5 separate regions of the Mus musculus genome follow, and all the other regions are linked to region 5. The links are chromatin contacts, called in public HiChIP or PLAC-seq and promoter capture Hi-C maps. All regions are on one chromosome and are shown on one strand. The core of a region is the stretch at or near the end of the contact, and the rest is flanking DNA. Distances in the headings are between cores, read along the strand shown. Region 1 holds the start of Podn (podocan). Region 2 overlaps Slc1a7 (solute carrier family 1 (glutamate transporter), member 7). Region 3 holds the start of Gpx7 (glutathione peroxidase 7). Region 4 holds the start of Slc1a7 (solute carrier family 1 (glutamate transporter), member 7). Region 5 holds the start of Echdc2 (enoyl Coenzyme A hydratase domain containing 2).

Evidence for each region. Promoter capture Hi-C pulls out the DNA fragments that hold promoters and counts their contacts. HiChIP or PLAC-seq counts read pairs in DNA pulled down with a chosen protein or histone mark.
Region 1: a contact with region 5 is called in a promoter capture Hi-C map of liver. The contact joins the promoter of Podn here to the promoter of Echdc2 in region 5. A contact is called at or near these places in 9 of 39 promoter capture datasets (the C10 cell line, the HPC-7 cell line, the SN4741 cell line and 6 more), 2 of 484 Hi-C or Micro-C datasets (embryonic stem cells and nephron progenitors), 1 of 115 datasets of contacts at active chromatin or transcription factors (embryonic stem cells) and 3 of 9 other capture datasets (adipose tissue, liver and pancreatic islet).
Region 2: a CTCF HiChIP or PLAC-seq map of CD8 T cells shows a contact between it and region 5, with 5 read pairs. The contact joins the enhancer-like site here to the promoter of Echdc2 in region 5. A contact is called at or near these places in 2 of 39 promoter capture datasets (hematopoietic stem and progenitor cells and hippocampal neurons), 1 of 15 datasets of contacts at CTCF or cohesin (CD8 T cells), 1 of 115 datasets of contacts at active chromatin or transcription factors (embryonic stem cells) and 3 of 9 other capture datasets (adipose tissue, liver and macrophages).
Region 3: a promoter capture Hi-C map of embryonic stem cells shows a contact between it and region 5. The contact joins the promoter of Gpx7 here to the promoter of Echdc2 in region 5. A contact is called at or near these places in 4 of 39 promoter capture datasets (the C10 cell line, embryonic stem cells, liver and 1 more), 2 of 115 datasets of contacts at active chromatin or transcription factors (both in embryonic stem cells) and 3 of 9 other capture datasets (adipose tissue, liver and pancreatic islet).
Region 4: a contact with region 5 is called in an H3K27ac HiChIP or PLAC-seq map of embryonic stem cells, with 10 read pairs. The contact joins the promoter of Slc1a7 here to the promoter of Echdc2 in region 5. A contact is called at or near these places in 19 of 39 promoter capture datasets (the 3T3-L1 cell line, the C10 cell line, the HPC-7 cell line and 12 more), 1 of 15 datasets of contacts at CTCF or cohesin (stem cell-derived epiblast-like cells), 1 of 484 Hi-C or Micro-C datasets (bone marrow-derived macrophages), 5 of 115 datasets of contacts at active chromatin or transcription factors (the 230-238 cell line, cardiomyocytes and embryonic stem cells) and 4 of 9 other capture datasets (adipose tissue, liver, macrophages and 1 more).

Annotation. Positions count from the first base shown.
Region 1 is chr4:108,028,221-108,033,534 of GRCm38.p6, reverse strand. Podn (podocan) reads left to right here and starts at 1,581. Exons shown (of 13, transcript NM_172874.4): 1 at 1,581-1,665; 2 at 3,482-3,597; 3 at 4,867-4,927.
Region 2 is chr4:107,985,733-107,990,915 of GRCm38.p6, reverse strand. All of the region lies in intron 2 of Slc1a7 (solute carrier family 1 (glutamate transporter), member 7), which reads right to left. Among named protein-coding and RNA genes, the nearest start is that of Slc1a7, 20 kb to the right of the region's middle. Within about 2 kb of position 1,800, at least 60 of the 459 cell types and tissues checked have an H3K27ac peak or open chromatin away from gene starts, as enhancers often do. A contact at or near this core is called in CD8 T cells and adipose tissue, where this site is marked.
Region 3 is chr4:108,403,290-108,408,183 of GRCm38.p6, reverse strand. It overlaps Gpx7 (glutathione peroxidase 7), which reads left to right and starts at 1,471. Exons shown (of 3, transcript NM_024198.3): 1 at 1,471-1,641; 2 at 4,722-4,894. The coding sequence starts at 1,507. It overlaps Gm32297 (a long non-coding RNA gene), which reads right to left. Exons shown (of 6, transcript XR_003955247.1): 5 at 2,398-2,609; 6 at 1,637-2,068.
Region 4 is chr4:107,964,844-107,970,128 of GRCm38.p6, reverse strand. It overlaps Slc1a7 (solute carrier family 1 (glutamate transporter), member 7), which reads right to left and starts at 1,723. Exons shown (of 11, transcript NM_146255.3): 1 at 1,419-1,723. The coding sequence starts at 1,553.
Region 5 is chr4:108,163,566-108,168,718 of GRCm38.p6, reverse strand. Echdc2 (enoyl Coenzyme A hydratase domain containing 2) reads right to left here and starts at 3,282. Exons shown (of 10, transcript NM_026728.4): 1 at 3,058-3,282. The coding sequence starts at 3,190.

The sequences.
Region 1 (5,314 bases), core at 332-2,831, 130 kb after region 5:
GTTTTGATGGTAGCAGAAGTGAGTGTGTAGTGTTCTAAGTGCCTAGCCCTAAAACACCCTGACCCTTCCAGGTGTATTCTACCGTACCTCCCCCACAGGGCTGGCCAGGATGTTTAAGGACAGTGCCTGGCACTTCGTTGGCACTCAGCATGTGCTGATTTTTCTTGTTCTAGAAGATTTTTGGTTCATGGGTAAACCAGCCAATAGAATCCAGTTCTTTTAGCTCCACTTGAATCTAGGCTCTGTCCAGAAAACACAAGATGCATCTCTGTTGGGCCCTGTCCAATCTTGTGAATCATACCAACTTTCAAGTTTGAGCTCAGAGAAGATTGGAATTTGAGGCCAAAGAAGGCAAAATATTTCCCTTTCCCATTCGTGTTAAGTTCTTCAGTGATGGGTAATGGAAACAGATGGCTGTGGGTTCAAACACAGGCTCTATCCCTACCTACCTGCCTGTTTGCATCACAGACGACTTTTGCAATGGGTAGATGGGCCAGAACCCCAGCTCCGAATGATGATGTTAGTTACGCAGCCAAGCACAGGCCACATCCTTACTTATTAGATGGGGAAATAATCTTCCTTTGCAGGGCTGTAAGGACTAGAGACTAATGCATGGAGATATAAACTGACTGCCTGGCAGCACAGGAGGGAAAGGTCTGCAGCCACTTTAACCAGAGCCCTTTAGGGTCTCGGCAGTTTAGGTGGCCAAGTGGTTCCACATTTGATTTATTATCTTTATCCCTCTCCGAGAGCCAAGTAGGTCCTGCCCAAAGGCCACAGCACGTAGAAGACAGGTTTGTTTCACAGCAGAGGTGCCAAGTAGCACCCAAACCCAGTCTCACCCGCCTTTCCACCACGAAGCCCTTGGCGCCAAACAGTGTTGCTTCAGCTGCTAGTACTTAATGTGCCTGTGCTTGGAACCATTTTCAGCTCCTGGGAGCAATATGGAGTGCTCCCTGCTCAGTCCCTTGCTTTCTCCGCGACTAGAACCTGTGTGCTTGAAGACTCCGGTCCAGTTTAACTCTCCTTCAAGGTTCACCAAGTTGTGGGCCCAGGGCCAGTGGAGTGAGGGTGGATGGTGGGGAGGAGAAGGAGGAATTTTGACAGGAAGGGGTCCAGAAGGGTCTTGGCTGACGCAGCATTAGCCATGCTCCGGACCCTAGGGTGGGAGAGGGAACAGGGAAGGTACTTGTGCCCGGGAAGGTTGCAAACTCCTTGAGGAAGAAGCTGAGCGCGGAGGAACTGGAAGGAAGGAGCCCTCTCGGTTCTCCTCAGGTGCGGGGGGCCTGCCTGGGTGCGGTCCCAGCCCGCAGGCTGGCAGGCGGAGGTGGTGCGCTGGAGGCACCCGGTGTTGGGGGCGTGGTGCTGCGGCCGGCCGGGGCGGCGGCGCGAGCTCCCGGGAAGTGGGCCCCCCGCCAAGCCCGGCGCCGTGGGCTCGGCCCTCCCTCTCGGCGCCCAGCGGGACCCTGCGCCTGTGTCGGGAGAGGCCGGCGTCCGGCAGATGCACGCGGGGCGGGGGCCGGGGGAGAGGCGGGGAGAGAGAACCCACAACAAAACTTGGCTCGCTGCGCCCACGGCTCGACTTGAATGACAGGAGCCGGCGCCCGCGGAGCGCAGCGGACACCCGCGAGCCTGTTCCGCCCACGGCGCGGCGCGCAGCGGCAGGTAGGACGCGGGCAGCCGGTGAGCCGAGGGACCACGGGCCACCGGCTGCGCCCGGGCAGCTCTCTCTGACATCCCGCCGTGCTCCCACTGCCACAGCCGCGATAGGGGAGGATCGCCGTATCCCACCCTGTCGGGCGGACCCCGCGCAAGGGGCACGGTTAGGCACACCTCCATATGGGGTGGCGGCCCCCCTGCGGGATCCGGAGCAAGGGGCAGGGGACCCTTTTTTTACTCGATATTCAGTCCCTGCCTTCGGGCTCCTCCCGCTGCGCACATCTGGAAAGAATCTGCGAGCGGATGGGGAGGGGAGGTGGAGGCACACGGGCGGGTGACAGGGACTGTGGGGGCAGGTGGAACTGGGAAGGGGCCTGAACCTCTGCACCGAGAACTGGGACCCAGGGCATCCTGCGTCTTTTCACGTCAGTTTGTCGGGGGCTTCACCGAGTCCAACACCGACCTCTTTACATACAGAAACAAGCACAGAAAGGCAGATATCAGTCCCCAGGGAGCCAGGGCAGGTGAGGCGCACAGTCAAGCAGCGGAACTTGGTTTCGGCAGTTTAGGTGCAGTCTAACTAACACAGGGCACTGCACTCCGACCATTCCGTCTAGGCAGCTGCTTCCAGCGGAACACAGAAAGGGACAGGGCAAGGAGCACGGTCGTCCCCAGGTTGTGTGGGTCTCAGAACCACTATCAGCCTGGTGCAGGGTGGGGGTTGGGGTGGACCGGGATGGGTGAGTTGGAATAGCTGACCTGCAGTCAGGTGGAAGAAGGGGGTGGGGTCGGCTTGGGATTCCAGTGCTGGGGCCCCGGGTTGGGAGGCAGCTGCTGCTGAAGAAGGCGTGCAGGGAGGGCTGTCGCCCAGGCTAGGATGCAGGTGTGCAAGAGGTGGCAGGAGGATGAGCATTAGCAGCCTGCATGTCTGCTGGGGGAGGTGCAACCGCGCTCTGCCTGGCACGAAGAGGCACCTGGTCTGCTGGGCAGACCCCTGGGTAGGCCTTTCCTTCTCCACCTCTCCCTTTTGCCCTGGAAAAGCCCAAATGACCAGATCCCGGGCTCACAGGGCGAACACCACTGGGAAGGGCCCGGGCTGCTCTGGAAAAAGTCATCAATGACTGGTCTGGGGCTTCTGCCCCCTTCCGTACACTCTCGGAGCCCTTGGCCCAGTCTTCGGTGTGTAAGGTAAGAAGTGTCAGATGTCAGAGTCAATGACCTGTGCACCATGAGAGCTACTCTTTGTCCCTTCCGTCTGAATCCTGGGTAGGAGGTGGCACCTGTAGGCTTGTTGGAGCCATACAAAGAGTGTTGATCATGACTTATTGGAACCCTGACGACCCTCTATCACTAACGTCCTGCCATGGTGGTTGATGCCCTCGGCAAGCTGTGCTTTCACAGCCAATTTCTATTCCCCGTTTACATGCTTCAACACACCTGCCTCTTTCCTGCCACTACTCCACACCTTGTCCATGGTTTCCACCCGCTTTGTTCACTTGGGGGAACTCCTACTCAGCCTTCAAGAGCAGCTTGGGGCTATGAGCAGAAGATAACCATTAGTCCTAGTCTTAACTTTAATTGATTAATTAATTAATCTATTTATTTATTTACTTATTGTGTGTGTGTGTGTTCATATGTGCACGCCACACAGCGTGTGTGGGAGTCAGAGGACAACTTGCCAGAATTGGTTGTCTCCTGCTCCTCCGTGGGTCCTGGGATTGAACTTCTGGTTATCAGGCTTGGAGGCAGGCCACTAACCATGACTGGCTGGGCCATCGTGCCCTTGCTTTCCTCCTTTTTAATTGTGTGTTTGTGTGTGCAGGTGCTGGCAAGGGCCAGTGGCATCAGATCCCCCAGAGCTGGGGTTACAGGTGGTTGTGAGTCATCCCAGAGAGTGCTGGGCTCAGTCTTCTGTGAGCAGAGCACTGCTCTTAACAGGTGGGCCATCTCTCCTGTTCCTGACACACACATACACTCTCTCTCTCTCTCTCTCTCTCTCTCTCTCTCTCTCTCAACACAGTTATAAAACAGTTACATTATAAAACAAAAAACAAATTATTTGTACAGGACATGGAGGCGCATGCCTTTAATCGCAGTGCAGCAGGGAATCTGAACAGATGATATTGTAGGCCTTTCTCCTCTGCCTTTCACAAATTCGTTCCACTCCTGGAATCAGGGGAGGCTCAGCCTACCCTTAAAGGACAGAGCCAAGACCTCTGGGCCGAGGGCTCTTGAGGAGTCTGAGATTTCTGAGGTGGGCAGCAGTAGGGACCATTTGCCCTCGAGTTTCCAGCTTGCAAATTAGGAGCATAGTTTATGCCTAGTCCTGAGCCTTCTATTGCTCCATCAAGCTAGAGCCCAGAAGAGAGTCGGAGCTCGGTGAGTGTTCACTGCACTGAGTGCAGGAGGTAGTGCTGGGGTCTGAGCATCTGCTCCAAGCCTCATCCATTCTTCCTTTCTTGCTCTGGAATCCAAGCTTTCCATCCGAGCACCAGCACTGTTCCCTCTTTGTCCCTTGCACAGTCTTGCCCACAGTCCTCTTCATGTCAGCAGCTCCTTATCTTCCAGAAACAAGGTCCATACTCCATGGGTAACTTGTTCTGGACCTGTGGCCATTGTGCCTGCTTGTGTTGTTCCCAGTTCCCACATGCCACAGTCTGGTGAGCTCTGTGGAGTTTTCCACATAGACTCTTTGGTCCCCGGGCCTTCCTAAACACACCCTGGTGCACTGCGATTAAAGGCATGCGCCTCCATGTCCTGTACAAATAATTTGGTTTTTGTCTTATAATGTAAGATAGGTAAACTTAATTTGGTTTAATCCAACATATTAAGTGTTAGGAATTCTACATCATTAGTATTAATGAGGCATTTTACATTATTTTCTGCAGTGCCTTTAAAATCCACACACACTGTGTGTTCTTTAAAGCATGCCTTAATGTGAACTAGCCATACCTTAAAGGCTCTATAGCCTCATGTTGACGTGCGGACAGGGGATCACAAACCTCTTAGCCAGGAGCCTGCCCCAGGTTTCCCTGTAGGACTTGGTGTCCTTGACCCCCAGGAAAGGAGCATGGGGTGGGATGATGCAGAAGCCCTGGAGCTCAGCTTGGCTCCTTAACAGTGGGCCACTGCTAGCTGGTCTCTAAGCGTGATGAAGACATTTTCAGTCCGGTTCAGAACATTGATCTAAATTATATATCTGTACAGATAAGCTTGTGGACTTTTATGGAGACAAGCCAAAGGTGAGAGAAGAAAGCCAGCCTGTCCAGTGAGTACCTTGTGTTTGTGAGGTCCAGCTCCTTCCTGCCTCCATTCCCTGGCCTCCTGCTCTGAGGGAATTTGAGGCCCACTCCCCCCCCCCACCCCCACCCCTACCTCTCCTTGGCTGGTCTGGTTAGAAGACTGTGGAATCAGCTATGGGGGAGGGGAAGATAATGATGTGTAGAGGGGTGGCGGGGGTGGAGGGCAGTGTCACTCGCTGATCTCTACTGGGCTCCCTGGTTCTCTGCTGGACTAGCAGGCTGGGGTTCAAGTCTGCTTAGGCCACATGGACTGTATGTAGAGTTAAAGGACCAGACTGTTACCTTCTTCTTTCCTATCCTTCCCTTGGGATATCTCATCCTCCTAGGGGCCTCTTTATGCTGGCACCTGAGTC
Region 2 (5,183 bases), core at 551-3,050, 180 kb after region 5:
GGCCAGCTCTAAGCTTGTCTGCGTCTGCGTCTGGATGCTGTCCCAGACCTCAGGAAGTAGTTACTCTGCAGGAAACAGGGAAAGTGACAGACAAGAGCACCAGGACACAAGGGGACACAAGAACTGCAGAAGTAGGACAAATCAGTATAATGAGGAAGGCAGCAAGGGCAGTTGCTATTAGGGGAGAGAACTCTAGTTGAGGTTGTAGGGAGGGCTTCCTGAAGGCAGCAGCATTGGAATTGGTTCTTCCAAGATTTGGAGATGGGGCCTACAGGAGTGGGTAGCAGAAGACACAGGAGACTTTAAAGTGTGGGGACACTGTGCTGCTCAGTGAAGTCGGAGCTCAGGTGCTGGGTAAGGTGTGGTTATAGGACAGAACTAGATTGTATGTGGCCTTGAATGTCGAGTCAAGGCGGACTGGGAGGTCCCCAGGGGTGCAGAGGAGAGGGAGCAGACCACTGCTTCCCAGATGGCATGTTTCACAATGTCTGCCTAAGAGAAGAGAGGACAGGGTGAAACATTCCCAAGGTTTGAGGCAGGGGGATTTCCAGGGTGATTTGTGCATCTCCTGAAGCCTCTGAAATGGGCAGAAGCTAAATTTTTGGTCCTAAGATGAAAAGATGTGTAGCAACAATTTTGGAGTTTTGGTTTCTAAAAGACAAACAAACAAACACCCCCCCAAAACAAACAAAAAAAACCCAACCCCACCTCAGTAAATATTATAAGACCATGTTTTTGTTTTAATCTCAGGTGTGGGGTATGAGGCTGCTTCAGACTTTCCATGGCAGCTGACTATGATTTGCCTCGTGCTCTAGCAGGGGTCTGATTTTGCCAGCAGTAGATAGTTTCTACAATTGTGTGACATTTGGAATTCTGGGGACTTTTCAGAGGGTATATAAATGCATTGTTGGTCACTGTTAGTTTTGGTTTGTTAAGTAGTCATGTGGAAAGAAGAAGAGGGGGATGAGGAAGAAGAGGAAGAAGAAGAGAAGGAGGAGGAGGAAGAGAAGGAGAAGAAGAAGAAGAAGAAGAAGAAGAAGAAGAAGAAGAAGAAGAAGAAGAAGAAGAAGAAGAAGAAGAAGAAGAAGAAGAAAAAGAAGAAGAAGAAGAAGAAGAAGAAGAAGAAGAAGAAGAAGAAGAAGAAGAAGAAGAAGAAGAAGAAGAAGAAGAAGAAGAAATAATTAGATATCCTGACAGCAAGGCTCAAACTGCCCCCCCCCCCCCCCGCCAAGGAACTGGATGCCCCAGTCTGCAGAAAGTTGTCTCACTATAATATCACCCCCTTTCTGATTCCTGACTTTATACAGGGATCTCTTTCCTTTCCTCTCTATTTTTTCTATTCTCTCTAGTATTATGGGGTTGAAAGGGTGGAAGAAAGGGGATGTAGAAGGGTGGAAGAAGGAAGAACCCATAAAGTAGCCAAGAATGGCTACAAAGATGTCTATACACCACTGTGCTATGCAGCCACCAAAAGGGCAGACTTGTCACTATGAAGACAGTCCTAATGTAATGTAAAGTGGAAAAGTGATTTAACAACAGGGAGCCCCAGAACCTCCTGGGAAATAGACTCCTCTCTGACTTGCAGGATTGTGTGCAGGGTGTCATGAGAGCCCGATTTCCTGAGGAACCACCGTGGACACCTAGCTGTGGGAAGCCAGGAGGAAATGCAAACACAGTCACGATCTGAGGGTTCTGTGGCTTTTTCTATTTCTCTGATTTCTCTCTTACACCCAGAATGGAGCTTGTGATGAAAGACATAGCCCAGACACCCTGCCTGGCAGCCATAGAGCTGCGGTTTACCAGGAGCTCTCAGTTCCCCAAAGATCTGCATATCACTCGCTCACAGTTCATCAGCCTTGTGAGTCAGCGACACCCTGAGGAACCCCGATGCCGGGCACCCACTCCTCATCATTTAGATTTACTAATAGTTGACTAGTTTTTTTAGAAGCTGCCCCCAAGCTCTTTGGAATCTCCTCCCTTGACTTCCCAAGTACTGGAATTATAGGCAAGGGCCTGTGCCCCTTGCCTCTTAGTTAATTTTACAAAGTTAAAAAAGGCCAAGACAGCTCAGACCACAGTGTGAGACCCTGTCTCAAAGAAAAAAGAAAAGAAAAGAGAAGAAGAGGAGGAGGAAGAGGAGGAGGAGGAGGGGAAGAAGGAGAAGGAGGAGAAGGAGAAGAAGGAGAAGGAGGAGAAGGAGGAGAGGAGGGGAGGAGAAGAAAGAGAAGGAGGAAAAGGAGAAGAAGAAGAAGAAGAAGAAGGAGGAGGAGGAGGAGGAGGAGGAGGAGGAGGAGGAGGAGGAGGAGGAAATATGAAATCTATTTAATAATACTTTAACCTGCTATATCCAAACTATTGCCATGCATAATCAATGTGAAATTTTTATGCTTCCACAGGCTTTACATTTTAATTAAAATTAATCAATAAATCAGTATATGTACTAGCTGTATATCAAGTACTTGATAGCCTAGTGGCTACCATACTGAGAAGGCTCTGGGTTGACATAGGGACAATGGAGCTCAGGGTGAAAGACGCCTGGCCAGGCTACTCAGGAAGTAAGTTTTAGAACCAAGATTGGAGCAGAGTTCCTGACCCTTCTGCCCACTGTTTCTTGGTTCTGGTCTAAGGCCTACTTTGGGATGATAATGACTGCCATGTGATCCAGCCCATGCAATCCCTTCTCAGTTCAGCTCTCAGAGTTCTGCCTTGTCCATAGCTGCAGCCTGTAGGTTGTTGTTGGTGAGCCTGCCGTCTGAGGGAGTAATCAAGTACAGCGAAGTTGACCAGCTATGGGATGTTAGAACAAGACTTACAGACAGAAAAGCCAGTCCTATAGACATGACTTCAAATACTCCTCCTGACTTAGGGTAGGGACAAAAGCCATGTCTGTCCCACTCCATGCTTAGGTAGGTGCTCCTAGCAATGCCCCAGTAAAAGGCCCCAAGGAGGAACCCCAGGGAGGATGGGAGCCCAGTGGCCTACAACTCCCTCCCAAGCCATCTGGTTCACTACCGAGTGTCCAGGGATTGGGGATCAAGAGATTGAGGTGATTAGAGACATTAGCTTACAGAGATGGCGGGGAGCTGGCCTGGCTCCCAGCCTGTTTCAATCTGCAGGGGTGGGGGAAGGGAGGTCTTGTCTGCCAGGTTCCTGATGAAGAGGAAGGCTGCCTATGCACCCCACCTGGCTTCCACATCAATATTCAGGTTGGCACTGTGAACCCCATTGTGGACCAGATAACTGATCAAGGAACAATGGTGGGCAGGACTGGAGGAGATTCTCTGGCAGCCCTGCTCACTCACCTCACCTATGTGCCTCACTGCAGAGAGCCTGACCTTAGGCTTCGCCTTTGTTCTGACAACCCCTAGGATAGTATAAAACCGCTCTGGGCCGGCCTTCCTCATTCTTACTCCAGCTAGCCTGATCACCCTGGGCTCCAGGAATCTCCCCTGCAGGTTCTTCTTCCTGGTGAGCCTCGCCGTCCACTCCCTGCCTCATCTCCACTGTAAGGTCATCTTAGACATCTTGTCTTCCTGGAGTCTAGCACAGGGTGGCAGTGGAGGAATTTGAGATGAGGGAAATGGAGTAGGTCTCTAATCCTTGCACTTGGGATTAAGGCAGGAGGACAGAGAATTTGAAGCCAGCCTAGACTACATAGCAAGCAGTAGACTTTCTGGATCTCTCCCAGAGTAGGCCTTAATCTGGCTTGTGTCTAGGCCCCCAGAACCCAGGGCCTGACTAGACCTGAGTGTCGGTTTGTCGACGTGATGTTAAACTAGTGGTTGCCCTGGACCAAACTGTAAGGACAGTTTGGGGTTCTGGTGACTTTAAGCATAGGGTCCCTTTGAACTGGTCCCTTGAGCTAACTGGTCCCCTGGCCAGGCTGAGGGGAGTTCCCTGGCGCTGTGTGTTTTGGGCATTGAAGTACTTGGCACTAGGACTCAAGAAACAGATGGAGTGTCAGCAATCAGATGGAGTTGGAGAACAGTTGCAGACAGTAGACAGGGTCTTTCAGGGCCTGTTTTCAGTCTTCTTCCTACCCATTTTATCAATGGCTTGGCCAAGGCCACCGACACCATGTGGACCCGGTTTGTAGAGGGCAAGCTGGAAGGAACAGCTGATGAGCTAGCTGAAGGACCCCAGCAGGCTAGAGCGATAAAATGGAACACAGGTAAGCGCTGGAGTGCAGGTAGCTTCAAGTGCTGGGCAGTGGGACCACTGAGAGGGGCGGGAAGGAGCTGCTTCATGCAGTACTTGTGGGAAGGGGACGCTGGCAGTTTGTTTGCTGGCAGTTTGTTTGCTGATAACCTGATGAGTCACCGGGGACTTGGGGCCATTAACCAGAGGGCTCAAGGCTGCCTCAAACCTGCCCTGAGGTTGAGTCCCACTGGGAAAGGGACAGGAAGGGTGCAGTGCCCCTCACACAGCAGCTGGCAGTAAAAGAGACAAAGGCTTTAGGGAAAAGCACCTAGGGCAGCCTGGAGGACAGCAACCTGGGACACTGGAGCTGATAGGGAGCTCTGGGAACCTCACTCAGTGCCTGAGGTAACTTATGTCAGCACCACCCTACCCTGCAATGAACCTCTTTGAGACACTGGAAGCAAGTTACTGAAGTCACATAGTGAGCACTCAGGTGTCCAGTAGGACTCCTGCTACCAGCAGACCTGAGGACAGGAATGAACCTGAGTCCCTGGGCTGAGTGAGGCCTTGGGTCTGACCTTAGCTGAGTTCTCAGGCCATATGAAGTCTACCCTGCAGGCAAGGAGGTATGACTAAGAAGGGGTCTGGGCCATGAGTGAGAGGGTCTCCTGTCAGCCTTTCTAAAACCCACTCCCTAGCAGACAGCAGGCACAGTCTCTGACAGCAAGCGCCACGTTAGCGCCTAGTTCCACTTCCCAGATGGCTCTGCCACACCCCTAATCCCCCAAGCAATTCTAAGGCTTGGGGCAGGATGTCTTGATGCCAGTTCACTAAAATGTGGGCCATCTGGTCCCAGGAATCCCTCCAAAGTGCAGAAACTCCCCTCGAGCCTCTACTTATACCACACTGGGTCAGCAGCCACCACGGGCTGGTTCTGTTCATTAGGAAGTACTTTTCTTGGAGCCAGGGTAAAAAAATCTACCTCCAGGGGGAGAGGATCTCTTGTAGATACAGCCTCCCTTTGCAGCTGTGCAGAACAACCC
Region 3 (4,894 bases), core at 222-2,721, 240 kb before region 5:
CTCCTGCCTTTTCCTGTCTGAGTACCACAAAAAAGCCAGAGGGATCTATCTGCTATATGTGGGCCTCACTAAGATGCTTTAGCTAATAGTAACAAACAACAACAACAACAAAAAAAACCCAAAACTTTATTTCTTAGTTTAAGGCTTGTAATTTTTTTTAATACGATGTCTCCCTATTAAGTCACACACAGCTGGCCTGGTACTATATAGACCAGGTTGCCCACTAACTCAGAGATCTGCCCGCCTCTGTCCTCCAAATGCTGGGATTAAAGACATTGGCTATCATGTAGGGCAAGCCTGTAAACTTTATTGTGGCCCTCGGAGGCTGTGTGGCCTCACGACTACCTCCCCTCCCCCACCCCCAAGCGTACTTTCATGTCAGCCAAACTAGTCTTTGTTGCCCATTGTATCATGTTTCACTCTCCCAGGAGGCCTTGTACAACTTTCTGCTTTTACCTGAATAATTTCTATTCATTTGTCAAGAGTTCAGTTCAAACCTCCTTTCGTTTGCCCACACACAACCTCGACTTTATTAGGTGGTACTGTACCGGCCACAACTGTAGTTTTGGAGTTAACTGTAAAATTTTTAGTGTCCTATCTCCCTCTGAATAGGAAGCCCACATGTTTTCCCTCACTGCACGGGGGGTGGGGGTGGGGGGTGGGGGGTGGGGGGTGGGGGGCTAGAGCTGAACTTGGCATAGAACAGGTACTCCAAATGTGTGTTAACTCATACTAAGTCGCCACCGGATGCTTGGCCCTTTATGGGTGTCATAGACGTTTTTCTGCGCCTGGGAAACGCTGTAGCTTGCTATTGAGATCTCTTGTCACTAACTTGAGATTGCAGCTGCTACCCACGTTTGTGTCCACAAAGAGCTTTTAACTGTCAGCTGCTGGAGATACCGGGCCTTCTTGGCTCCTGCTGCACCTCCAGTAAGGAGGCAATAATCCAGTGACTGACTAGATAGGCAAGCTCTCCTAACCCCCATGCACTGCTGGAATCCAAACCGCAGCAGACTTGTCTCCCACACTTGTCTGACTTTGGGGAAACACTACATCCATTAACCTAAAGTTTGTACGCATCGTTCAGCTATCAAATTGTTTTCCAGCACTTTCCCGTTACAGTCCAGTACTCCCAATTCTACACTAGGTAATATTCCCGTAAAGAAACTGGGGCTCAGAGTGGTGGAGCGATCCGCCTAAGGCCAGGCACTAGAAGCTAATCCTCACAGATTTTTCTCCGCTATCTCCCTATTAAGTCTCTGCGCCCTGAGCTTGAGTTTGAGCGAATTTTGGTCTCAGCCTCAAGAAAACAGGATCCTGCGATCTGAAGCTAACCAGCGCAGAGCAGCTAGGGAAACTGAGGTCCAGAGCCGGGACTCTGCGCCTGCAGAGACGACTGAGAAGGGGGCGCGTCCTGCCCAGCGGGCCGCCTCCTCCCGCCCCACACGGCGGGGTCCCCTCCGCCTTGTCTTTGCCCTCGCCAAGTCGCCACCTCGGGAGTGAACCATGGTTGCAGCTGTGGCGACGGCGTGGCTGCTCCTGTGGGCCGCGGCCTGCGCGCAATCCGAGCAGGACTTCTACGACTTCAAGGCGGTCAACATCCGGGGCAAGCTGGTGTCGCTGGAGAAGTACCGTGGCTCGGTGAGTGACGATTCCTTGCGGGCCTGGCGCGGAGGGGAGGGAGGGGCTCCGTGGGGATGCTACTCTCGGGTGTGCCACAGCTCGGACACCACCCTGCTCATCCCAGCCGCGAGATCGGTGCAACCGGCGCTCCCAAACCCTTGCCCACTCAGGCCTGCGGCTACGTGGCACAGCTTAGGAGCCACCCGCGCTGACTGCGCTCTGCGAGGCTCAGGATCTCACCCGGAAGGTGAATGCCCTCCGCTCTCCGCTTTGCCTCTCCCAAGTGGAAAAGAAACCCTAGCCTTTATGGCCCTTTGCCGGTCCAGTCCAGCTTCTGCTCCTGTAACAGTGGGTCCAATGAGAACGCAGAGAGACAAATGTGCAGTGGAGGGAGTGACCATCAAAAATGGACCTTTTCATGATTCTTAGAATCCACCCTCAGGCCCTGAGAGCAAAGATACAACAGTGGAAAGCAATCCAAGTTGTAAGAGAACCCCCTATACACCCTTCCCATCCTTGATCCTCCTAAGACCCACCCCTTAGAGGGCAGTTGTGATGGAGTTGCTAATGGGCCTGCCCTACTCACTAGGCGAATCACAGTAAGAAGGAAGTGTGTCAGGATTGGGTCTTTTAAATAAAACTTGAGCAAGACAGATCAATCCAGACAGAGAGAGCTGGCCAAGTCCAGACACAGAAGCAAAACAACAAGAAAGGTCAGGGTGGACCAGGGATTTCAGCAGCGGGTACTTGAGAGATACAAACTGCTAGACTAACCGGTGTTAGATGAGGCTGACTGCCAGGGAGACTTTGAACTGTAAAGTTCAGAGACTCTGGTGCGATGAAGAATCTTCTCAAGAGAGGAGCATGGTAGCACACACCTTTAATCCCAGCATGCTGAAGGAAGAGAGTCTGTGAGTTCAAGACCAATTTAGTGTCTATCTACATTGGGCGATCCAGAAAGCCAGGGCTACATGGTGAGACCCTATCTTTAAAAAAAAAAAAAAAAAAAAAAAGGTAATTAATTAATTTTTAAAAATCCTTCAAAGAACCTTTTGTCTCTTGAGTTGGAGTTGGAGATCCTGGTGTGAAGACTGCTATTGAACACTAACTGACTTGTGACCCCATCATCCAGAGTTGGATGGTTCAGTAGGCTTTTCTTGCAAGCAAGAGTATCTTTAGGGGCAAAACTATTCTCAATAGCCTTGTTGTTCTCGATTACACTGAGAGTCCTTGCCCTGACCAGTGTGCTGTAAGTTTCAAGAGAGAAAACAGTGTAGAAACATTAGGTAAGCTTTAGGCGCTCTGTATGGATGACAGGTCTTGTCAATGACAGCATCCAAGACTCCAGACAAACGGCAGCAAAGAGCAAGGCCATTTACTAGTCAGGGAAGGCCTGTAATGAAGGTAGACAGATGGTGATTAAAACACGTTCATGTTTTAATCAAGTTTATAGGGAGAAGAGACAATAAATAAGGCACTGAAAACTGAACCAGCCAATCCCAATAGCAATGAGAGCTTTAAAAAAAGGCCGGGTGTGTGGTGCATGCCTTTAATCCCGGCACTTGGGAAGCAGAAGCAGGGAGATCTCTGAATTACAGGCCAGTCTGATCTACAGAATCTTCCAGAACACTCAGGGCTCTTACACACAGAAAACCTGTCTCAAAAATAAATAAATAAATAAACAAAACAAAAAAGCTTTAAAAATACTAAAAGGTATAGGATATAGAATTAGCCTACACACAATTAATCCTAGCACTTGGGTGGCAGAAGCAAGCAGATATTTGTGAGTTCAAAGCCAATCTGGTCAACATAGCAAGTCGCAGGCCAGCTACGGCTATGTGAGGTAATGAGCTCAAGTTGGCCAGGCTGGTCTTGAACTCATAGAGATTCACTTGACTCTGTCTCTGCCTGCTACATGCAGGAATCAAAGGCATGCAACATTTTTTCCTTGCTTTGCTTCTTTTTTCTTTTCTTTTTAAGAGACAGTCTTACTGTCTAGGCTGGCCTCCACTTTGAAATTCTGCTGCCTCAGCTCCTTAGAGCTAGGATTACAGGTATGTGCCACAGACCGCCATGGGGAACTACTCTTGGTCATCAAGCCTAGGCATCTAGTCAGTTCAGGCTAGGAGGACGCCAGAACTCTACAATAAACAGGGCAGCTCCCCAAGGTGAAGACCCATAATTTTAGTAGCGCTGAATCTGAGACTAGCTTGAGCAATTTGTGTCCAGCGTGCCAGACTGACCCCGGGAAATGATCTAGTTTGGGTAGCCAGATGATATTATCCCCAACTTGTCTCAAAAGCAGCCATGGAGATAGGGCTAGGGCACACAGGCAAAGGATTTTTAATCTTTTAATAATACAGAGTAGAAGCTGGAAATGTGGCCTTCCTGCCAACATTCTAAGTACATTATAACTCAGTTCCATCGGCTGGCTTTGAATTTATTGCCTAAAACCTTTACAAAAATTAGGGCTCAGCTATCAAACTCTAAGCATTTGTTTGCTGGAAGGGAGCAAATCAAAAGGGATTGTCCTAGGGGGTAGTCATTCTATCTGTGTATCCATGTGCTGGCAGCTTCTTCCAGGGAAGGGTACAGAGGGACACACAGCTCTGCTTCCTTTGTCTTTAGAAACTTCTAGGAAGGAACTCATCTGGAAAATCTGAATTATCCAGCTGATCCGAACAAACTGAACCCAAGCGTACCTGTCTCCTCCAAAAGATCACCTACTGACCTGTACTCCCTGTGCGCATGCCTCTCTGTGAATGTGCTATGTGTATTTGTGGATATGTGTACTACTAGCTAGTGCAGGTTTGGATCATAGAGCATGTGCATATTAATTTAGGTGAATTGTGTGCATACAGTCACAGATATTCATGTATGTGTGTACATGTGTCTAGACCCCTATGTGCCTGCTTTTATGTGTGGGTGTGTTTATATGAACATTACACACTTATTTACATCTATATATACATGGTATTCTTGCCTGTGTGAAGGAGTCACCTATGTGAACACACCAGAACAGATACAAAAGCATGCCTTTTTGCTGGATTGTATGTGGCTCTGAGCTTTCTTTTTCTTTGTTCGATTTTGCCATGCAGGTTTCCCTGGTGGTGAACGTAGCTAGCGAATGTGGCTTCACAGACCAGAACTACCGAGCCTTGCAGCAGCTGCAGCGGGACCTGGGCCCCCATCATTTTAATGTGCTTGCCTTCCCTTGCAACCAGTTTGGCCAACAGGAACCAGACACCAACAGGGAGATTGAGAACTTTGC
Region 4 (5,285 bases), core at 474-2,973, 200 kb after region 5:
GTAAAGCCAAAGTAGAGAGAGGACTTAGCTCAGCCATTGTGGGGTTGAAGGCTGAGGCCTGTGCTTCAGGAGTCTGTGTCTCTTCCTAAGTAACTTCTGGGGGTAATCAAGGTTGCTTGGTTACCAGGGGAGGGGCCATCATCCCTTTAGTGGAACAGTGATTGCATCAGAGGGTGAAGCCTGGCTCCAGCTTCAGAGACAATGAGATGTATCAGTGAGTTAAAGGATGAAGAATCTATGGGGTCTGGACAGACAGACTCCACTGAAAACAGATTCCTCAGAGCCCTCTTTTCAGTGAGCCTCCATGGTGGGACCATAACCAAAACCCTGCTAAGTAGATCTGATGAGAACCCCCTTACCCTCGAGATCTGATCCAATTCAAGATCTGATCCAATTTTTTTTCCTTCTCTTTTCAATACTTGATCCCCGCCTTGCTGCACCAGGCAAGGGCCTCACTCTTGATGTCCCCTTTCATAGTCATTTCCTGCCCACTGAGCTGTCTGTCCCTCTGTGCCTGGGCTGTAAACCCCACCTGTCTCTGCTGCATGGGGAGTTCAGGCTTGTCTCCCCAGCTGGAGGTCTTGACACTGTCTCCATGGTCCTGAACTGTGTCTCCCTTGTTGGAACAGGCATCTATAGTGTCTTATGTAACATCACCGGGGTCTTCCCCGGTCCACAGAAAGATCTTTCCCAGATGATGCATTGATGAGGCAGCCTCACCACTCTGTCTCCCATTTCCCGCCAGCCACACCTCCTGAAGTTTCCTCTCCATGAGCGCTGTTCTCACACCTCCTCTTCAGCCCAGGGTCACTTGCTTCCCTGCAGCTTCCCCCAACCCCATCTGATCCACGACCACCTCATCTTCCACTCTGCACCCAGGGATCACTCTAAAGTGTTCATCCTTCAGGTCTCTCTTCCTTTCCATGGTTTGCAGGGTTATCCCAAGCCTGTGTCTGGTGATGGGAACCTTTCAGCCTTTGCTCTCTACACTCCAGCCCCTTACTTTCCCTGTATATTCCAATAGCCCTCCTCCAAATAAAAGGCTTGACCCATTGCTCCCAACTTTCATGCACCCTTGAGCCTCATCCTGCTGGTCCTGCCGCATAGGAAACCCATTCTGGATCCTGGTTAGGGACCTGTAGGGGTGTTCTCTGAAGACCCCCGGTCTCCTCTCCATTGCTCTCAACCTTATGCTTTTTCAGTGGCGCGTCTTTGTCCCCAGCCACCTTACTGTGCTGGCTTTGTGGCTTTGCTGCCATTTCGCCAGCCATTTTACTGACATCTCACACCAGTGGGTGTTTTTACACCCACGATATAGATGGGAACACTGGGACCCAAAGAAGCAACCTGGCTCACCTACTGTAACAATTCTAAGAACCCCAGCCCCGCAGACCCACACCTCCCCGGGGGGGCCTGACCTGTGGTGAGAGGCGCTGGGTCCTGAGGAAGAAGCCAAGGAGGCAGCCCACGATGACAGAGAGCACAGACAGGATGAGCAGCCCGTTGTGCTTACACACTGTGCGCCCTCGAGCCAGGACAGCGTCGAGCACCATGCTGAGCCCAGCCTGTTGGCACCATTCCATGCACTGTCAGATGAGGCCCAGGGCTGGGCTGGAGGCACAAGCCTCTCTGCTTACAGGTGAACAGAGTCCTAGGCACCTATCAGCAGCCTTGCAGCCATGGTCTGTGCAGCCGTCCAGAGGGAAGCCACAATCCTATTACCAGCTGCATCATTAGGAGCTAGGAGCAGATTAGGGCCTGGGAAATTAGAGCAGGCCACGTGGTCGGGGCGTCCAGTCCTCAAAGCCAAATGCTTCTCTTGAAGAGGGGAGGGACCAGACACCATGAGAGGAAGCAGAGGTGCTTCACCTCCACCTATTCCGGAAAGATGTAGAAGCAAGGCAGCGAGGTTCCAGTGACCGCCCACCTCAGTAGTGCTAGTGGACATCTGATGGCTGTCCTAGATGCATGGTATTGTGTCAGCATGATTCATACTGACGTCAGTCTCCAGGAGTGAGTGTGTGAATTTGTCAGTGCAGATTCACGGGTGTCCTCTGTGGAAAGAGTAACAATGCGCCCAGGCTTACCCTGTGAGCTACTGAGAGTCAGGGGGGGGGGGGGAGCTCAACCTCAACACTTTGGGTCTGGGTTCCAGTCTCCACATCATTGCCATTTGATGACCTCATTGAGATCTGAGACCACTGAGACCCCAAGAGCCTGGGTCCCTCGGCACAGTCACTAAGCTGGCACTCAGCAGTGTGGGGTCAGGTGACACTGTGAGGAATTTAGACTTGAGTTTAGTTGTCCTGACCTCAGCCTAATGACAACAGGAAATGAATAAACTTTCTTCCAAGGGGCTTTAAGTCCAAGATGACCCATCCCATGTCCCTCAGGAACTGTTTTTTATTTTAAAAGTATTCTTTTTTTTTAAGATTTATTTATTCATTATATGTAAGTACACTGTAGCTGTCTTCAGACACTCCAGAAGAGGGAGTCTTTAAGATTTATTTATTCATTATATGTAAGTACACTGTAGCTGTCTTCAGACACTCCAGAAGAGGGAGTCAGATCTCGTTACAGATGGTTGTGAGCCACCATGTGGTTGCTGGGATTTGAACTCCGGACCTTTGGAAGAGCAGTCGGGTGCTCTAACCCACTGAGCCATCTCACCAGCCCTTAAAAGTATTCTTATTTATTCTTTTTTATACATATGAACAATGTGTCTTGATCACATCTGAATGAAAAAAAGAAACAAAAAGGAGGACAAAATGATTGCTCCCAGGTGTGGTAGAGGGAAAGGTTCACTGTAGATAAGAGGGAGAAAACAGCCAGAGGCATCTGGATGAGTCTAGATGGATGTAGCCAGACTGAGCCTGGCTGTGTGAGGAGAGAGGTGGAGGGAGGGCAAGGCAGGAGCTGGGATCAAGAGGGGTCTGGGCCAAAGACTGGTGATAACTAGCCAAAATGGCTGAGTTATCTAGGGACCAGAGGAGCTGGGGGGTGGTGAGAGGGGAGCCCCTGAATTGGAGAGTCCTGGGGTGGGGGGTGTTGGGTATGCCTGTCAGGAAGATTCTGTAACAAGTAGGGACTGAGGGATGCTGGGAGGACCTGGGGGCCAGTGTCACCTTTGATATGATAATAGGCATCTCAGCCATTTGTCCTGGTTTGAGACTTAACAACATCCCCCCACAAGAGCAATCCAGGATCCTCCCCTGCAATGCCCCTCCCACCTTCTTGTCTCCTCCTCCTCTCCTCTTCCTCTTTCTTCTTCTTTAAATAATCCAGATAGCCTGCAGGAGTGTGGACAACCTACTAACTCACACACACACACACACACACACACACACACACACACACACACACACCCCGATGAAAAAACCATTCCCCTTCCCAGCAGCCATCAGTTGTCAATAGCTCCTGAGCTAAGGGCGAAGCTCCTAAACCCCTCCCCCACCCATGCTGGAATCGTTACCCAGCTTGATCTTGTGCAGGTCTTGTGGGGACAACTAGAGCTGCTGTGGTCATGCCATGTCCTGAAGAGGATGTGTCACAGTACTCTGCCCCACCCTTCAGCTCTCAGCCTTCCTGTCTCCTCTCCTAGGATGTTCCCTGAGCCTTGAGAGGGTGGAGTGTTGAACAGTCCCTCGTTCTCAGTGTGGTGAGCCGTTATACACCAACAGGTGCCCACTGCAAAAAGAAGTTTCTCTGTCTAAGGTTGACAATGGGACTAAGCATCACTTTTTGGAAGGCAGTTTAACACCAGGCCTGTCTAGCAAAAGAATACTAGCTCCTAACAGGGTCTATGACTCTCCAGCCACAGGCCTTTGACCAGGTTTAAGGCACCAACGCCTGCTTTTTGTTTTGTTTTGGTTTTTGTTTTGTTTTGTTTTGTTTTGTTTTTCGAGACAGGGTTTCTCTGTGTAGCCCTGGCTGTCCTGGAACTCACTCGGTAGACCAGGCTGGCCTCGAACTCAGAAATCCACCTACCTCTGCCTCCCAAGTGCTGGGATTAAAGGCGCGCACCACCACTGCCTGGCTGGCCTGCTTATTTTTAAAGATGGCAAAGCCCGGGAGATCTGTATCTGAGACCCAGGTCTGCTACTCACTAGCTGTGCGACCCTGGACAAACCATTTTATTTTTCTCTGCTTTAGGCTCCCCAGGCACAAAGCAGAGATGATAATAGGATCTAGCCAGAGGGTCTATGAGTGAGGGTAACGGAGAACTCTAAGCACTGAACAGAGAGCCTGGCTGGAAGTATCATCACACAGCATCTCAGAGGGAGACTCCTTCCTGCTCTTGCTTGTGACCTGCCCTGCCCTGTAAACCAGAGGGAGCTAACCTGCCTGTGTCACTGGACATCTGTAATCTCATTAGGGTCAGTCAGACCTGTCAGGCTGCAGCAGCAGGGAACAGGTGTGGTGGAGGTGGGGATGTGACAGGTATGAACATACACACATACACGGTGGCTGCCTCCTGTAGGCAAGTGGCCGGAGAGGATAGTATGAGGAACTGCAGGGGGAGGAAGGGAAGCCCAGCACAGGCCCTGATGCTGATGCCATGGCAGGGAAGAGATAGATTCTGGTCCCGATTGAATCAGCTTGTGACCTTGTCCTTAGTCCTTTCTAAAGAGAAAGGAGTGAACACACACAGAGCAGCCCAAAGCCTGTCCTCCCAGCAGCTTCCACATGGCAGGAGAAGGAGTTGGGTGCCCACCAGTCTAAGGACTTTTTTCCCTCACTCTCACTCTTAAAGCTCGAAGCTCCTTGATATATCTTCAACTCCAACAGATGCCTCATTTTCCAGTTTAACAGTATCTTGCAAATCCTGGGTAGACTTAGCATAGGTTTTAAGCATCATCTAGGCCCACCCTGAGCTATGCTACAGAGTGGGCGTGGCAAGCTTTCCACTCTGGCTCTAAGACTTTGGTTCCTGGAATGCCGCCCCACCCCAAGAATTGCCACTGACCCCATCCTTCCACACTCTAACCCTCAGGGCCACTTGCCCACCCCCCACATGCCAGATTTCTTCAGGGATTCCACTGTCTTTAAGTAAGCACATATTCTGGGTACTAGGGACAGACCAGTGTGTCAGACACAATCTGGCTCAAAGAACCTTCAAGAAAAGGAACTACTTCACACAGGCAATGAGCTTGCTACAGACAGCTTTGAATTAAATCTAAAAGCTTGTTGGAACCCTTTGATCCTTTGATAGATCACCTTTATGATATGACTAAACATACATAATTATGGTGGTTTGAATAGGAATGGCCCCTATAGATGTGTTT
Region 5 (5,153 bases), core at 2,033-4,532:
TACTGGGCTTACCCGGTTATGTGGTTATGTCAGCAGTAAGAGGTCCAATCTTTTGTTGTTGTTTTTATTTTTTGTTTGTTTTGGTTTTCAAGACAGGGTTACACTGTGTAGCCTTGGAAGAGATCCAATCTTTTGAATCTCAGGGGTGTCTCTGCCAAGCCTGACAATTTAAGTTCATTCCTGGGACCCACATAATGAAGATTCGGAACCTTCACGTTATCCTATCACGTTAACACCCAAAATGCATGTTCCTGGCTTTGTAGAAATCTCTCATGCCTGGGAGAGGGCTAGTCGGCTCCCTGCTTACGAGTTTACTTCTGGGGAGCCAGAAGTTGCCAGCAGACTGACTTCAGGATAGGTCCAGTTGTTCTGAACAGTCCACCTCAGGATCACTGTGGGGAAATGCCACTCCAGCATGAACTGACGTAACCACAGCTGCTGCCAAAGCCACCAGTTTCTGCTGCGGATCTTCTCTAATCAGAGCTGTCTCAGGCTATGCCAGCTGGAAACTTCACCTATTTTCCCTGTGACCAGGTTTGCAAGCTCCTCAGCAAAGCCCTCCTCTGACTGCCCCTCTTGGCTAGCAGGCATAAGGCCTTACTAGAAAATCGCAGGGTTACTACTGGGAAGGGTGAAAGACACGTGTTGTTAATTACATTGGAACTCATTTATTAAATGATGCCTTTAATCCCAGCACTGAGGAGGCAGAGGTAGGGGAATCTCCAGGTTCCAGGCCAGCCTGGTTTACATACCAAATTCCAGGACAGCCAAGGATACACAAAGAAACCCTGTCTCAAAAAAAAAACAAAGAACCCAACGAGAAAACAAACAAAAATTACATTTACTTACATACTATCTATTGTGTGTGTGTCTGTAAGTGTGTGTGTCTGTAAGTGTGTGTGTGGGGGGGGGGGTAATAGGAAGCCAACTTGAGTGAGCTTGGTCTTTGTTTTTTACTCTGGATTAAGCTTGGATCTTGTCAGGTTTGGTGGCAAGGGCTTTCCCCCCAAGCTGTCTTGGCATTTCATGTGTAATATGGTTATTGTTGTTAAGCACAGGCTTTATTATTATTATTATTATTATTATTATTATTATTATTATTAAACACAAGTTCTCAGCAGGTAGCCCTGGCTGGCCAAAAACCTGCTATGTTAACCAGGCTGGCCTTGTACAATTGGAGATCCACCTGCCTCTGACTCCCAAGTGCTGGCATTAAAGTGTGTGTCTCCACGCCAAGCCCCAGGATGCGATTCTTCATTCTCTCTCGCCCAAAGGCTTTAACCAGACTCCAGGGTGGGGGAATCCTTTCTCTTCCTATATTCCCATAACTTTCCCTATCTGTCTATTCTGCTTTCCGTGAGACACTGGTAGTACTTCCTGTCTGCCGAAAATGATGTGCAGCAGGGTGTGGTGGCGCACACCTTGGATCCCAGCATCCCGAGGCAGAGACAGGCAGATTTCTGAGTCTACAAAGTGAGTTCCAGGACAGCCAGGGCTATACAGAGAAACCCTGTCTCGAAAAACCAGAAAAAAAAAAAAAAAAACCCGATGTGCACCACAGAGGGTGATGTATCCATCAGCAGGAAGGTGGTGGTTTAGATTTATTCAGAAAAACAGCTCTTTGAAATTTGGTGCAGGCCTTGAAGAGATGCTATAAAAAGCCCAGTGCAATGCCATCTGTGCAAGTGAAAATTGATTCGAGAGGCCAGCAAGACCTCCAAGTGGAGGCTGGAAAGATGGCTCCACAGATAAGAACACAGGCTGCTCTTCCAGAGAATCTGGGTTCAAGTCCCAGATCTCATATGGCCGTTCACAACCCTCTGTCACTCCAGTTCTGGGGTAAGAACACCTCTTCCAGCCTCCACAGGCACTCATGTGATGCACAGACAGAGAGGCCAGCAAAGGAGATAAGAAATGACCTTTTAAAAAATGTGCCCAGTGGCAAATGTAACCACTCACATTCAGTAATAAAAATAGTAAATAAGGGGCTGGAGAGATGGCTCAGAGGTTAAGAGCACTGACTGCTCTTCCAGAGGTCCTGAGTTCATTTCCCAGCAACCACATGGTGGGTCACAACCATCTGTAATAGGATCCGATGCCCTCTTCTGGTGGGTCTGAAAACAAGAGACAGTGTACCGACATACATGAAATAAATAAATAAGCCAGTCGTGGTGGCGTATGCCTTTAATCCTAGCACTTGGACTTGGGAGTCAGAGGCAGGCGAATTTCTGTGTTCGAGGCCAGCCTGGTCTACAGAGTGAGTTCCAGGACAGCCAGGGCTACACAGAGAAACCCTGTCTCAAAATAAATAAATAAATAAATAAATAACTCTTAAAAAAAAAAAAAAGTAAATAAGCGGGACAGTGGTGACACACACCACTAATCCCAGTACTTGGGAGGCAGAGGCAAGTGAATCTCTGAAGTTCAGGGCCAGCCTGGTCTACAGAGTGAACCCCAGGACAGCCAGGGCTGTTACACAGAGAAACCCTGTTTTGTTTTTTGTTTTTGTTTTTGTTTTTGTTTTTGGGGAGGGGGAGACAAATAAAACAGAAGAACAGGAAGAGACAGGAACAATACAATATCCAACATGGGAACGGAGATGGGATGAGGTTACATTGGAGAAGGATCCGCACCCAGCTAACGCACCTGAGGTCCAAACAAACATACCCACGCTTCACAGCGTATTTTTGTACAATAAAAGACCTTGCTGCCGCCGATGGTTGTGAAGTTTCCCTGTGTGTCCGTGGACCCTGTGGACCGTCCCTCCCTCTCTGGTTGTCCCCTCAGGTCCAGCCAGATTTGCTCCGCCGCCACCCCCACCCCCCACCCCCGTCCCCGATCATTGCCAAGGCTCTAGAGGGAAAAGTCCTGGCTAGCACTGTTGTCCTGATCTCCTGGCGCACAGCCCTGCTCCCAGCTCTCCTCTCGGCTCCACACCTCCCCGGGCCTCTAGAGAGTTTGGGGAGCTCCCCTTCTACCCTGGGAGCCCTGAGATCCAATCCTCCTGCTCTCCCGCCTCAGTCTTCCCATGTGTTGGGTCTCAGCACACAACTTTACCTTGGTTGGGACCTGTCAGAGCCTGCACTTGGATTTCGGGTGTCCTGGTCGTCGCGTGAGAGGCGCAGTCCCGGGCCCCCGAGAACCTCCAGGAGCACGGGAGGCGCAGCGCGCGGGGCAGTACGCGTAGCATCGGGGAGCAGGCCGGCAAGGTGGCGCGGAGAACGGGACCTCCTCGGCAGAGCTGGAAAATCGTAGTTCCGGGGCGGGCGAGGCCTCGCCAAGGGCTCCACCTACGGGCGGAGAGAAAGGTGCGGCGGTCCGCGAGCCTGCAGACCCCAAGTTCAGCTCCTTCGTGAAATCTGGGAATGCTGCAGATTTAATCCGAATGCACGGCTAGGAAGGTGGTGTCCAAAACTGAATGTGTTGTGTGCACTTTCTTCACGTGTACCCTCAGATCATGTCATTTCATCAGTCACTGTGGGGTGGTCTGCACCCACTGACAAGGTCTGCTGTCCTAGAGGCTGTAAGATCGCGTCTGGCCCCTCCCAGTTTAACTAAGAACTTTGGCTCACAGTTATGAACTGCCAGTTTCTGTCCTCCACCGGCCACCTAGCCTTCCTTTGCAGAGGAAAGAAGGGCAATCCAGGGTAAATCAACCAAGCATCTGGGGTGAACAGTCAAGATATGGGTGCTTTGTCAGGCCATCTAATAGTAAAACTCAAGCCACTGATTTTCGTATGTGTAGGAGCAGCGGGAGAAGAGTGTCTCCGTCAAACAGAACCACAAACAGCCAGAGATCATTCGTAGCTACGCAGTGATCTGAAGACCACCCTGTGGCAGACAAAACGAAATAACACAGCAAACTATACAATCTATTTTCAAACTGCTAAAAGGAAAAACAAAAAACAAAAAGACCCAAAACCCTGTTTGTCAAGAATCCCACGTTTAGCAAACTGAAGAAGAAGCTGGGTGCTATGACTTTAATCCCAGATCTCGGGCAGATTTCTGTGTTCAAAGCTAGCCTAGTCTACATATTGATTTTTGGGTCAGCCAGGGAGCTCCACTGAGACGCTGTCAGAGAGAGAGAGAGAGAGAGAGGCAGAGAGAGACACAGAGAGAGACACACAGAGAGAGAGAGAGAGACAGAGAGAGAGGACAGAGACAGAGAGAGAGACAGACAGAGAGAGACAGAGACAGAGTCAGAGGAGAGAGAGAATTCTTGCAGACCAGGAATGGCTATGTGAATATCAGACAAGATGACTTTGTCTATCTTTATGTTGTGTGAAGGGTTTGCCTGTGTACCACTTGTGTGCCTGGTTTCCAGTGACAGAGAGAGGGCAGACAGTCTTTGCTTTTTTAACTGGAAAGACAGGCAGATTGCTGTGACTTAAAGGCAGCCAGGGTTATTTAATCAGACCCTGACTCAATTTTTTAAAGTCTTTTAATCTAAAAAAATTATTTGTATTTTTTGTGCATGAGTGCTTTGCCTATGTGTGCATGTGTACCACAAGTTAGCCTGGAGCCCACAGAGCCATAGAGGTGTCATCTGAAACTGGAGTTACAGACATTTGTGAGCCATCACGTGGGAGCTGGATATCGATTAAGGGTACGTGCAAGAGTTACAAGCTCTAGACCCAATTCACATTCAAATTCGATGAGTTTGTTTCTAGTGCTAGTCAGAAGGACTGGCAGTTCTTAGTGCCAACAATGTGTGCCTTGCAGAAGTGGAGGTTAGGGAGGTTCTAAGGGCAGACATCAGAAAAGTATGCATTACAAAGATCCCTGGACCTCAGAGCTGCATGGGAAAATCCTTCCTTCCTGATACATAGTAACAAAAGGCATTTCACCCCTCTCCCACAATGCTAAGCAGACTTTACAGAAGCAAAGGCAGTTTGTTAATGCCTCACAGTCCATTATCCTGTTCTTTCCGTTTGGTTTGGCTTTTCAAGACAGGGTTTCTCTGTGTCGCCCTGGCTGTCCTGACTTTCACTCTGTAGATCAGTGGCCTTGAACCTGGAGATCCTCCTCTGCCTCCCAAGGGTAGGTTTTAAGGGCGTGGGCCACCACCTTATGACTCCACTTTCTTTTTCTTATCACACCTGAAGGTCACTGGAATCTCTAAGGCATTCCAGAGCAAAAGGTAAACAGTCCTT